2 separate regions of the Mus musculus genome follow, and region 2 is linked to region 1. Evidence: chromatin contacts called from public promoter capture Hi-C data. All regions are on one chromosome and are shown on one strand. The core of a region is the stretch at or near the end of the contact, and the rest is flanking DNA. Distances in the headings are between cores, read along the strand shown.

Region 1 (4,469 bases), core at 963-3,462:
CTGCAAGCCAGCCTTCAGGAACCCTCTGAGCTTCCTAAGAAGTAAGAATCTGCCATTGGCTTTGACACACACCTTTCTCTAAGTGTTGCTTGTTGCTGCTGCTGGTGGTAGTGGTGTGTGTGTGTGTGTGTGTGTGTGTGTGTGTGTGTGTGTGTGTAGGAGAGAGGAGAGAGAGAGCTTTCTTTAGCAAGCAAGCAGCTCTTAGGAGAGTTACTGTGTATCTGGTTTCTCCTTTTACTGGCAGATAATGGGCCTCGGTGACCTTGTGTTTTCCCTCTGGGATAGTAAGACCAAAAGACTTCCTCAGCAAGTGGCTCCCAGTGGTAAGGACTGCTGGCCAGTCAGACGAGGAGTCCCCTCCTTTTGGGACCAATCTTTCCTGAAGCCTCGGTCTAGAAGGAGGCCATAGAGGTTTCTTCCTTTGGATCTTGCTCTCCGTGCCCACTCTCACTTTTTCTCACTTTCAGTCCCCAGGCTTAGAAAGGAGGACTCTTCACTCACACAGGCCGGGTGTTCCGGGGCCAGAGCAGCCATGAGCCCAGAGGCGCTGAGGCCTCTCAGGCTAAGTTACAAGTTGGGCATCCTGTGTGTATGAGGAAGACGCTGTTGGTGGAAAGGGTCTGAGGGATGACTGTGCAGGCAGGAGTCTCTGGACTTTTTTAGCATCAGCTGGTGGAGCCACCTCCTTCTCTCCCACCGGCTGCCTCCCTGAGTCACTGCCCACCCACTAGCAAATAAAAAAGAGTGTCACCTCCTGGCCAGGGGCCCTGTTTGGCCTTAGTGTTTTCAGGATTTTGCTCCTGGAGTAAGAGTAAGGTAAGAGTCTGGCTGGCGTGGTCTCATGGCGACCTTTCTTGCGCCGTCCGTCGCCCCCTCTCCCCCATCCAATGAAGGTTCCCGCTGGTGACAAGACCCAGCCCCTTGCTGCAAGGACAGAGGCAGCTGCAAGCCCTCAGGAACCCCCACATGGCCCCATCCATCTAGACAGGCCTCTGATCCGGGTTGCAGGCAGGGGAGGGGATTCAAGGCCGCCTCAACTCCAGCTGCCTGGCTCCTCCCCACAGCAGGCCTGCTCAGCTGTCAACACTCGCCTCTCGGCCTTGCCCTGCCCCAGGCGTCGCTGAGCTGCTCAAATCAAGGACACCTCAGCCGCCCGAAGCCCCCTACTCAGGCCCCAACAGGCGGTGGGCAGGCAGTGGGCAGGCGGCTGGTGGACACCCTGCCTGCCCTTGAGCATCCTCAGACCTCTTTGCCTAAATAAGGGAGCTGCTGCTGGAGCGAGCCAGCTGGCAGGGGGAGGGGCCCAAGGCAAGGCCAGGGTTTTCCGAGGGGGCTGGGCCGCCCGGGCCGCCTCGGGGGGCCCCAAGCCCTCCTATTGGGCCTATGAGGTTCCTTCAGCAGAGGGAGGGAAGGCCTCTAGCTCACGGGGATCCCCTGGCTGGGACCTCGCACTCAAGGAAGGGCCTCGCTTTGCTCTTACAGCTAAAAGGCCGCAACTGCTGTCGGTCTCTTTGTACGTGTCATCCATGGAGAGATTCGAATAACCACCGAGAGGTTATAACTCCCTGGAGACAGGGGAGGCGTGCCTCTCTTACGGCTCACCCACCCTTGTCTCAAAATTTTACAGCTTCCACATTCCCTGTTCTTCCCATTTTCTGGCTGTCCCCTGGTCCTAGGGCGGCTCATCTCAGAGCCTAGGCCTCACTCAACCCCGTCACCCACAGCACATTCCGACATCGAGCTGTGGGTACTCAGCCTGCCCTAGGCGCAGCAGGGAAGCAGGAGATAAAGGGTTGGTCCTGTCCCCATCAAATCGGGTTTCTCAGTCCTGAGTCTGGGAGGGGGCGATATGCCCTTCTCCCTGGTCACCTCCAAACCGACCATCGCACCTGTCCTCACCGTTCCCCTACTTAAAGGTCCCTTCCCCCTCTCGGCGGAGCGCGAGTCCCGGGGGCGCGGTAGCGGAGCGAGGGGTTGGGACTCCGGGAGCGCTCGGCGCGGCTCAGCCAATAAGAAGGGCGGGCGCTCGGGGTGGCGGGGAGAGGGCGGTGCTGCCGGCGCGCGGCGACAGGAGGGGGCCGGGAGGCGGGGGCCGGAGCCGGAGGGGCGCGCGCCGCATTAACCCTTCAGCCGCCGGACCAAGCCGCAGGCGCTGCCCGAGCCGCGGGCGCTGGAGCGGCTGTCGGCGCGGCGGCGGCGGGCAGGCGTGAGCCGGGAGCCCGGCGCTGGAGCGGGCGGAGCGCGGCGCGGGGACGAGGTGCAGCCGGGCCCGTGGCACCACCAGCCCGGGTCGACAGACAGGTGTGCCGGCGCCGCAGCTCCAGCAGCTTCAGGCCCGGCCCAGGGTCCGGAGCCGGCAGCCACTAAGCAGAGCGGGAATCCCGCGCCCTCGGTCCAGTTCCGGCCCCGCCCGCACTCAGCTTGGCCGCGGGGTGCGGAGACCACGGCCCGGCCAGGCCACCCGAAGCCTAGTGCTGGGCCGGGCCGGGCCAGGGTGGGTGGGGGCCCGCCCGGCCCGCCCATGGGCTCAGGATGCCGGTGCGGAGGGGCCACGTCGCGCCGCAGAACACCTTCCTCGACACCATCATCCGCAAGTTTGAGGGCCAGAGTGAGTGGGGGAGGGGGCAAGGCGGGGAGGGGGTCTGGGGGGGTGGGTCCAGTTCTGCTGAGTGTGGCTGGGGGGGCGTGCCCGGGCCGTGTGCAGTGCAAAAATGTGAGTCAGTAGGGGCTGGTGGGCCCTGAGACTTACGCCAGGAGCCAAGGGGACAAGGCTTGGTGCCAGGGACCACTGGCATAGGACCAAGGGGCCTAGTGTTGCAGCTAGGGGTCGGAGAGTGAGTATGACACCAGGAATGTGCAGGAAAGGGAGGTGGGATGAGATGTGTAGGTGTTTCCAACTCTAAATGTCCAGAGTTGATGAGATTGTGTGTGTGTGCTGTCCTAAGACTGTTTATGACCTAAGCTGTTGGTCCCTAAAAGTACACTGCGCGTTCCAGTCTTGGCTGTGTTGTATGTGACAGACTAAAACTAGAGGTGTAGGATTAGTGACCAAATCTGCTCTTGAGTGTGTGACAAGTATATGGTCAAATCCCTGTGTCACTAATGAATTCGAGTCTGCATGGGCCGTGGAGAGGCGTCTCCGGCAAGTCCCCAAGATTGTGGGCCCTGTGCTGAGAGGCTGCTGCACACCTGAAGCTGGCTTTGGGGCGAACAGGCTGGCCATGGAGTTCCAGTGTGGTGGACTTTCCTGCTGGGGATGGTACCCCAAGCCCCTTTGGGTTTGGGTGACTACAACTCCCCTTATTCGGACCTGGCAAGGGAGACTTCCAGAAATGTGTCCTAGGCTAGGTGAATGTTTGGTGTTGGTGTGCCTGTCCTCAAGGCTGCATGTGCCACAGAGTGTGTGACTGCAAAGGGCCCCTGGAGCAGGAGGGTGACATTCCTTGCCTGTGACCCTGTGCACACAGGACAATGTGTGCTTTACTGTGTTGGGAGGGAGGGCTCAGTTGGATGGGCAGCATTGTCCCTAGACAGAGAACAGGATGATCCCGAAGAGGTGGTGCAGGCCTAAGGGCAGGGGGCAGGCCCTTGCTCGGGCTTTCTTTTCCTACCAGTTAGGTAGGCAGGGGCAGAATCTGAGAAGATCTTGGACTGGGTCCTAGAGGCTTGGCTTCTGGCCCCGCCTCTGCCACTGACTGCCAGATGACCTTGAGTGACTCTTCCTACTCAAAGCCTCAGTTTCCACATTTGTGAACAAGGTGATAAACTACAGGGCTTGTGAGGTCTCGCCAGGATCTGTATTTTAGGCCTTCAGTCAAGTGGTGGGGTAGAGTGGGACTTGCCTTCAAAGGAACTTTGTTCTCTTCTCCTAGTCTGGGGGGGGGGGGCTCACTTTTCTCCTGTGGGTGGTGGGTACTCTGGACACCTTAGGCTCAGTAGGAGTGGAGACAGAGTTAGAAGGCCTTTTCATAGGACAAGAAACTCGGACCTGGGGTTGATGCTTGCTTGGGAGTTCCAAAAGGCCTTGGGAACTGACCTAAAGATGACCCAACGCTCAAAAGTAACTTCTTGGAGGGCAGAAGTTGGGAGGCTGGAACCTGGTAGGCTGGCCTTGCTGCAGGGAGCCCTGCTGTAGCCAGCTGCCTGGGGTTTGCAGGACTGTGCAGGGCTGCAGCCTGAAGACTGCATAGCGAGGAGGGAAGGAAACAGGTTCAACTTCAATTGCACACCCCAGCTTTAAAGGCCAAAGTGGACAGACAGAGTTTCTGTTTATAGAAGGTACCTATCCCTCGAACTCTGATACAAAAGTGAGATGCCCTGAGGCTGCCCGACTTGCTGTTCATCCACTTGCCTGGCCTTTAGCTCAAGTGTGGAGTGGATGAGCCAAGTCTAGCTGAAGTGGGTCTATTGGACTCCATTTGATGGGGTCACCAAGGAAAGCTTCATATCCCTAGAGGTGGTAATCTTTC
Region 2 (4,469 bases), core at 613-3,112, 150 kb before region 1:
CGGTAGCTCCTCTCTCCATCTCCCCTTGTGTGAGCTTCTCTACCCCCTTGGGGTCCTGGGTCCCTAGGCCACAGTGGGCTCTGGGCCATACAACTCTGCATCACCGTCAGAGGCTCACTTGATCCACACCCATCCCCACAGCAATAAGAACAGAGATGAGAATTCACAAGATATGTGGGGACCGAGAAACGCCCTGGGGGAGGGAGAGACAATGGAAGAGTGGCATTATGGTAACAGACACCAAGACAAAGGCCAGAAGATCACCTTGAGTCAGAACACCTTTGCTCCCAGAAGGTTACAGAGAGCACCAGCCGCCCAACACATGCCATGAGGCACCTGTCACAGTCCCCTGCTCAGTGAGTCTTAGAAGAGCTGCGGTAGTGTCCTGCTGCCTGCCTTTCTTCAGGAATGACAGAAGTCAACTAAACTCAACAGGGATTGAGTAAGAAGAGCCCAGGATGTCAGAGGGCTGAGCTACTTATGTCAGAAATCATACATATAAAGTGTTCCCTCCGTCTACCCTGGAAACTGCTGTGCTTTTTAGGGTGCTTACACCCGGGTCCCACTGCCCACCTCTGGGTCCCCCTAACCTTCAGCAGCACTGCTGGGGCCGTCTGGTCGGGGGGTCCCGGTGCTCTTTTTCCCGCGGTGCTTCTTCCGGTTGGAGTGGGGAGATGGGGGAGGCTCCAGCTTGGGGCTGGAACTGAGTGACTCAGCTGGGCCACTGGCTGGTGAGGGGAGAGGTGGACAAGTGTGGGAGGAGGGAGGCAGCTGGGCCCAGAGTGTGAAGATGGCCAGAGGCTACCCAGGCCTCCCAGCCCCAAAGCTTCCTGTCCTGGAGGAGCTAGAAACTTAGCAGAGGGAGGCGAGTGCTTCTGCAACCTGAAGGGGCGGAAGGCCCAGGGAGCTCACGGGGAGCTCAAGCCCAGCAGCTCCGCACCAAATTTATCCTCAATCACACTCCCCGCTCCTCACAATTAATAGCAGAATTAGAAACAATCAGGGAGCTGCCTAATTACTGTCAATTAGAGCACGCTAATCAAGCTCGCTCCCACACCCCGCCCGCCCGGCGCTCACCACTAAATGTCAAACTTCATTAGAGGCAGACACACTCCCTCCCTTCCTGACTAACTCCTTCCAGACTCAACAGAGGGGCTTCACCGATGCCAGACAGGCCACGGGTCCATGACCTAAGGGGATGGCCCCTGAAGGTGGCCTTGGTCTTGGATGGGGACATGTAGTGGGTTGGGTATGAGTTTGTGTGTATCTATGAGAGGCCCCTGGGAGAAAAATCAAAAGTACCCCTGAGTTGGGAGTGGGGTGTTAGGGGAATGGGCAAACAGGGCAGAAAGGGTCTATGGCCAAAAAGTTATGGGGTGAGAGAGATGAGATTTGGGGAGAGCATAGGAATGGCATGAGAGGTAGGGCACACCCAATCAAGATAGCAGGACCTCTCCATGATGGGAGGCCAGTGATGCCCCAGACAAGGCTCTCACTGCGTACTGTGTACAGCCTGGAGCCTCTAGTCTATTCTGCTCTCCCTGTCCTCCTGCCGAGAGGCTGATGAGCGACTGCACAGGGGGCTGATGGGGATACAGCAGAGCTACCAGCAATGCTTGGGAACCAGGAAGGAGGAGGTACAAAGGGCAAGCCTGAAATCCTGGCTGAGGGTCCAGACCTAGGCCTGGGACCAGAGAAGCTGGCAAACTGGATGCTGAAGAAGGGACTGAGCCCAAGGGATCTAGCCCTGCATCACAGTACCAGGAAAAAGCCCTGAGGGATTCTGCTGCCCCCACCCCCATCAGTCTCCCAGGCTCTTGGGCATCTGGGCTCCCTCTCTCTGTTGCTTAAGCAGATGCCAGAAGAGGTGGGAAGCAGCTGAGCTGCCACTCACCAGGGTGCTGCATGCTGGCAGGCAGGGCAGCTGCCTCACTCCACTGGTCAGTGCTGGAAACCGAACAGGAGCGCTGGTGCAGCCCCTCGGGGCCGGGGCGTGAGCCAGCCCAGGCTGAGCTGTGAGGGCGCTCAGAATGCAGGGATGTGCTGCTGGCCGAGTGGGGGGCACCTGGGGGAGGGGAAGGATCAGACTGGGAGGAGGGGCAGGTCGGGCCTGCAAAGAAATAGCTAAACAGGTTGCAGGGCAGAACCTGAGTTAACCTCAGCAGGACAGTGACCAGAAAGGAGGACCTGGTCTTCACTGGGGTGTGCCAAGTTCTCCTGAAGACTCCACGAGGGAAGGAGACTTCTAGCCTTCACACCCTTTCTCTATGACCATGAAGACCACACTCATCCCTATGAGTGTGAGCTGGGAAAGGTAAGGCCTTGGGTATCAACAAGAGGTCTCCCGGCTGAGGTCCAGCACCACTCCCCCCAATCCTGCTCTACCTAGGTCCCTGCATCTAACATCTCAGTCCACATATGTCATTTGCTTTGCCTCAGCTTTGCTGCCATTCTGAAGAGAAATAAGTGTATCAAATTCAAGTAATTATGTCTAATTAGTATTAGTAATTATCCTGTTGGGCTGGAGAAAATTAATCTTTCGTTTCCCATCAGGGAAGCATGGCGGAGCCAAGGGGAATGAATGGAAGGCTTGCGGAGTCCAAGGCTGGGCAGGCGCAGCCCACCGTGGGCAAGGAAGATGAGCATTCGGCTCTCTCCGACCTCACTTAGGGCCCGCTAGAGGCCTTCTGCAATAGTCTGGAGCAGACATGGGCCTCAGAGCCCGTGCCACTTCCAGAGACTCGGAACCTTAACTTTCTTCACCTTCTTCAGTGTCCCCAAGACAGGGTGGTGATGAGGCCAGGAAGAAAGCGCCAGAGAGCCTAGGACACGTAGGCCAGAGCCACGTGGTTTTCCGTCTCCTGAGAAGCTCCGGTGTGGAGACGGCTGAGCCAGCCAAAGCAGGAGGAGGCTGGCAGTGGCAGGCCAGGGGAGATGCTAAGCAGGCGGCCTTGCAGCCAGTGGGCAAGTGAATCTGGATTTTGGATGCTTAAGGAAGCAGAGAGCAGAGACGGCTGCAGGAGGGGAGGGAGGGAGGCCACATGATGCAGACACCCTCAAGAGTAGCCCTGCAGGCAGGGAGGAGCCTGACTGCACTGTGCATCACTGTGCACTTGCTGTAACGCCTGCAATGGCTGGACAGAGTAAGTGCCGGTGACCTGCACTTGGCACCCACTCGGTTTCAGCTGCTGTCCTCAAGTCTTGGGCCTCTCCTGGCTCTCCCTAAACCTTTGAGGCTTCTTGCTTCTCCCCTTACTTCCTCCTAGTCCCTCACTATGCCTCCTAGATTCCAGATAGGACTCCCCACTCTGCTCCTTGCCCCAACCAAAGGCATCATAGGCCCAACTTCCTCCCCAAGCCCCCCAACCCAAAACCCTGAGGGAGGGAAAGTGCTTTCCCTTTTCTTTGTTAATTCTCCCCTCATTACGCCTGCAATCCCACAATCAGTGTGCACTGTAATTGTCGAATTTGATGCTAATGATTAATGAATTAAACATGGAGCCATCAATTAGTCCTCCGAGGATAATTCTGCATAAAGCAGCGGATAATGTAATTACAGTAACAAAGATAATGAGATGTTAACATCGCCCGGTGAGCGAGAGACATGTGAGTGTGCATGAGGGTCGGTGTCAGCGTGCGGCAGCAGGAACTCGTGCTTGCGAAGCATCATCCATGTGTTTCTATGTGTGGGTGCTGTAATTACAGGAGCAAGCTGCTGGGGCCCCCTCCCGCACGCCAACGGTGGCATCCTAGGTGGGCCCAGGATGGGATGGGACAGCCAGAGGCATCTTGTGCCTCCCATTTTTGGGAGATATCCCAGTTTTCCTCTCACTATCCATCTTTGAGGAAAGGTCTGCTTTTTTGGCCACCTTACTCCCTCCTATGGTACCAGTACAAGACACCTGAGGTTTCCACGTAGGGCTGAGGTTGGCCACATAGGCTCCCTGCACAGAACTCTGGAGGAGCTCTGCAGCTCAGCACTGAGGACAATATGGGAGTTATTCTTTTTGCCACGCAGGCCGGGCTTGTGTGTATTACCTCCCAGGTGGACTGCCTTTCCCTTGGCCTGCTTTCCTGGGGTACACCTCCAGAGCTCCCCATTCTCAGCTCACATACGGTACGATCCCAGACCCCTGACATATAGTATATAGACATATTAATTACAGTGTGCTTTCACAGCGCCAGAACTGTTGTTTCCTCATGAAACTGGAGACTAATTTGCACAGTGCTGCTGTGGCCCTGGTACCTGGTTCTGAGACATCTGCTATACTGGCACAGATCAAATGATGCAGCCAGAACCCTCTTGCACCTTTCCTCACATCTCCAGCCCACTTAGAATGACCAATCACATAAGGTACTTCGCCTCAAACAAGGAGCACTCTTAGAGGGTGGGGACACAGATCAGCAACGCTAGTGTGTACAAGGCTCAGGGTTCAAATCCCACCAGTACCTACAATGAAAACGTTTTT

What was found. Promoter capture Hi-C pulls out the DNA fragments that hold promoters and counts their contacts.
Region 2: a promoter capture Hi-C map of hippocampal neurons shows a contact between it and region 1, with 2.7 times the contacts expected there. The contact joins the enhancer-like site here to the promoter of Kcnh2 in region 1. A contact is called at or near these places in 11 of 39 promoter capture datasets (HPC-7-derived erythroid cells, embryonic stem cells, hematopoietic stem and progenitor cells and 5 more), 1 of 15 datasets of contacts at CTCF or cohesin (embryonic stem cells), 7 of 484 Hi-C or Micro-C datasets (the C2C12 cell line, CD8 T cells, ECoMG myeloid progenitors and 4 more), 1 of 115 datasets of contacts at active chromatin or transcription factors (embryonic stem cells) and 2 of 9 other capture datasets (adipose tissue and embryonic stem cells).

What each region holds. Positions count from the first base shown.
Region 1 is chr5:24,349,347-24,353,815 of GRCm38.p6, reverse strand. It overlaps Kcnh2 (potassium voltage-gated channel, subfamily H (eag-related), member 2), which reads left to right and starts at 2,212. Exons shown (of 15, transcript NM_013569.2): 1 at 2,212-2,608. The coding sequence starts at 2,533.
Region 2 is chr5:24,494,329-24,498,797 of GRCm38.p6, reverse strand. It overlaps Agap3 (ArfGAP with GTPase domain, ankyrin repeat and PH domain 3), which reads right to left. Exons shown (of 18, transcript NM_139153.2): 12 at 1,895-2,065; 13 at 591-728. Among named protein-coding and RNA genes, the nearest start is that of Gbx1, 30 kb to the left of the region's middle. RefSeq lists an enhancer at 2,798-4,305. Within about 2 kb of position 1,862, at least 15 of the 459 cell types and tissues checked have an H3K27ac peak or open chromatin away from gene starts, as enhancers often do. A contact at or near this core is called in hippocampal neurons, where this site is marked.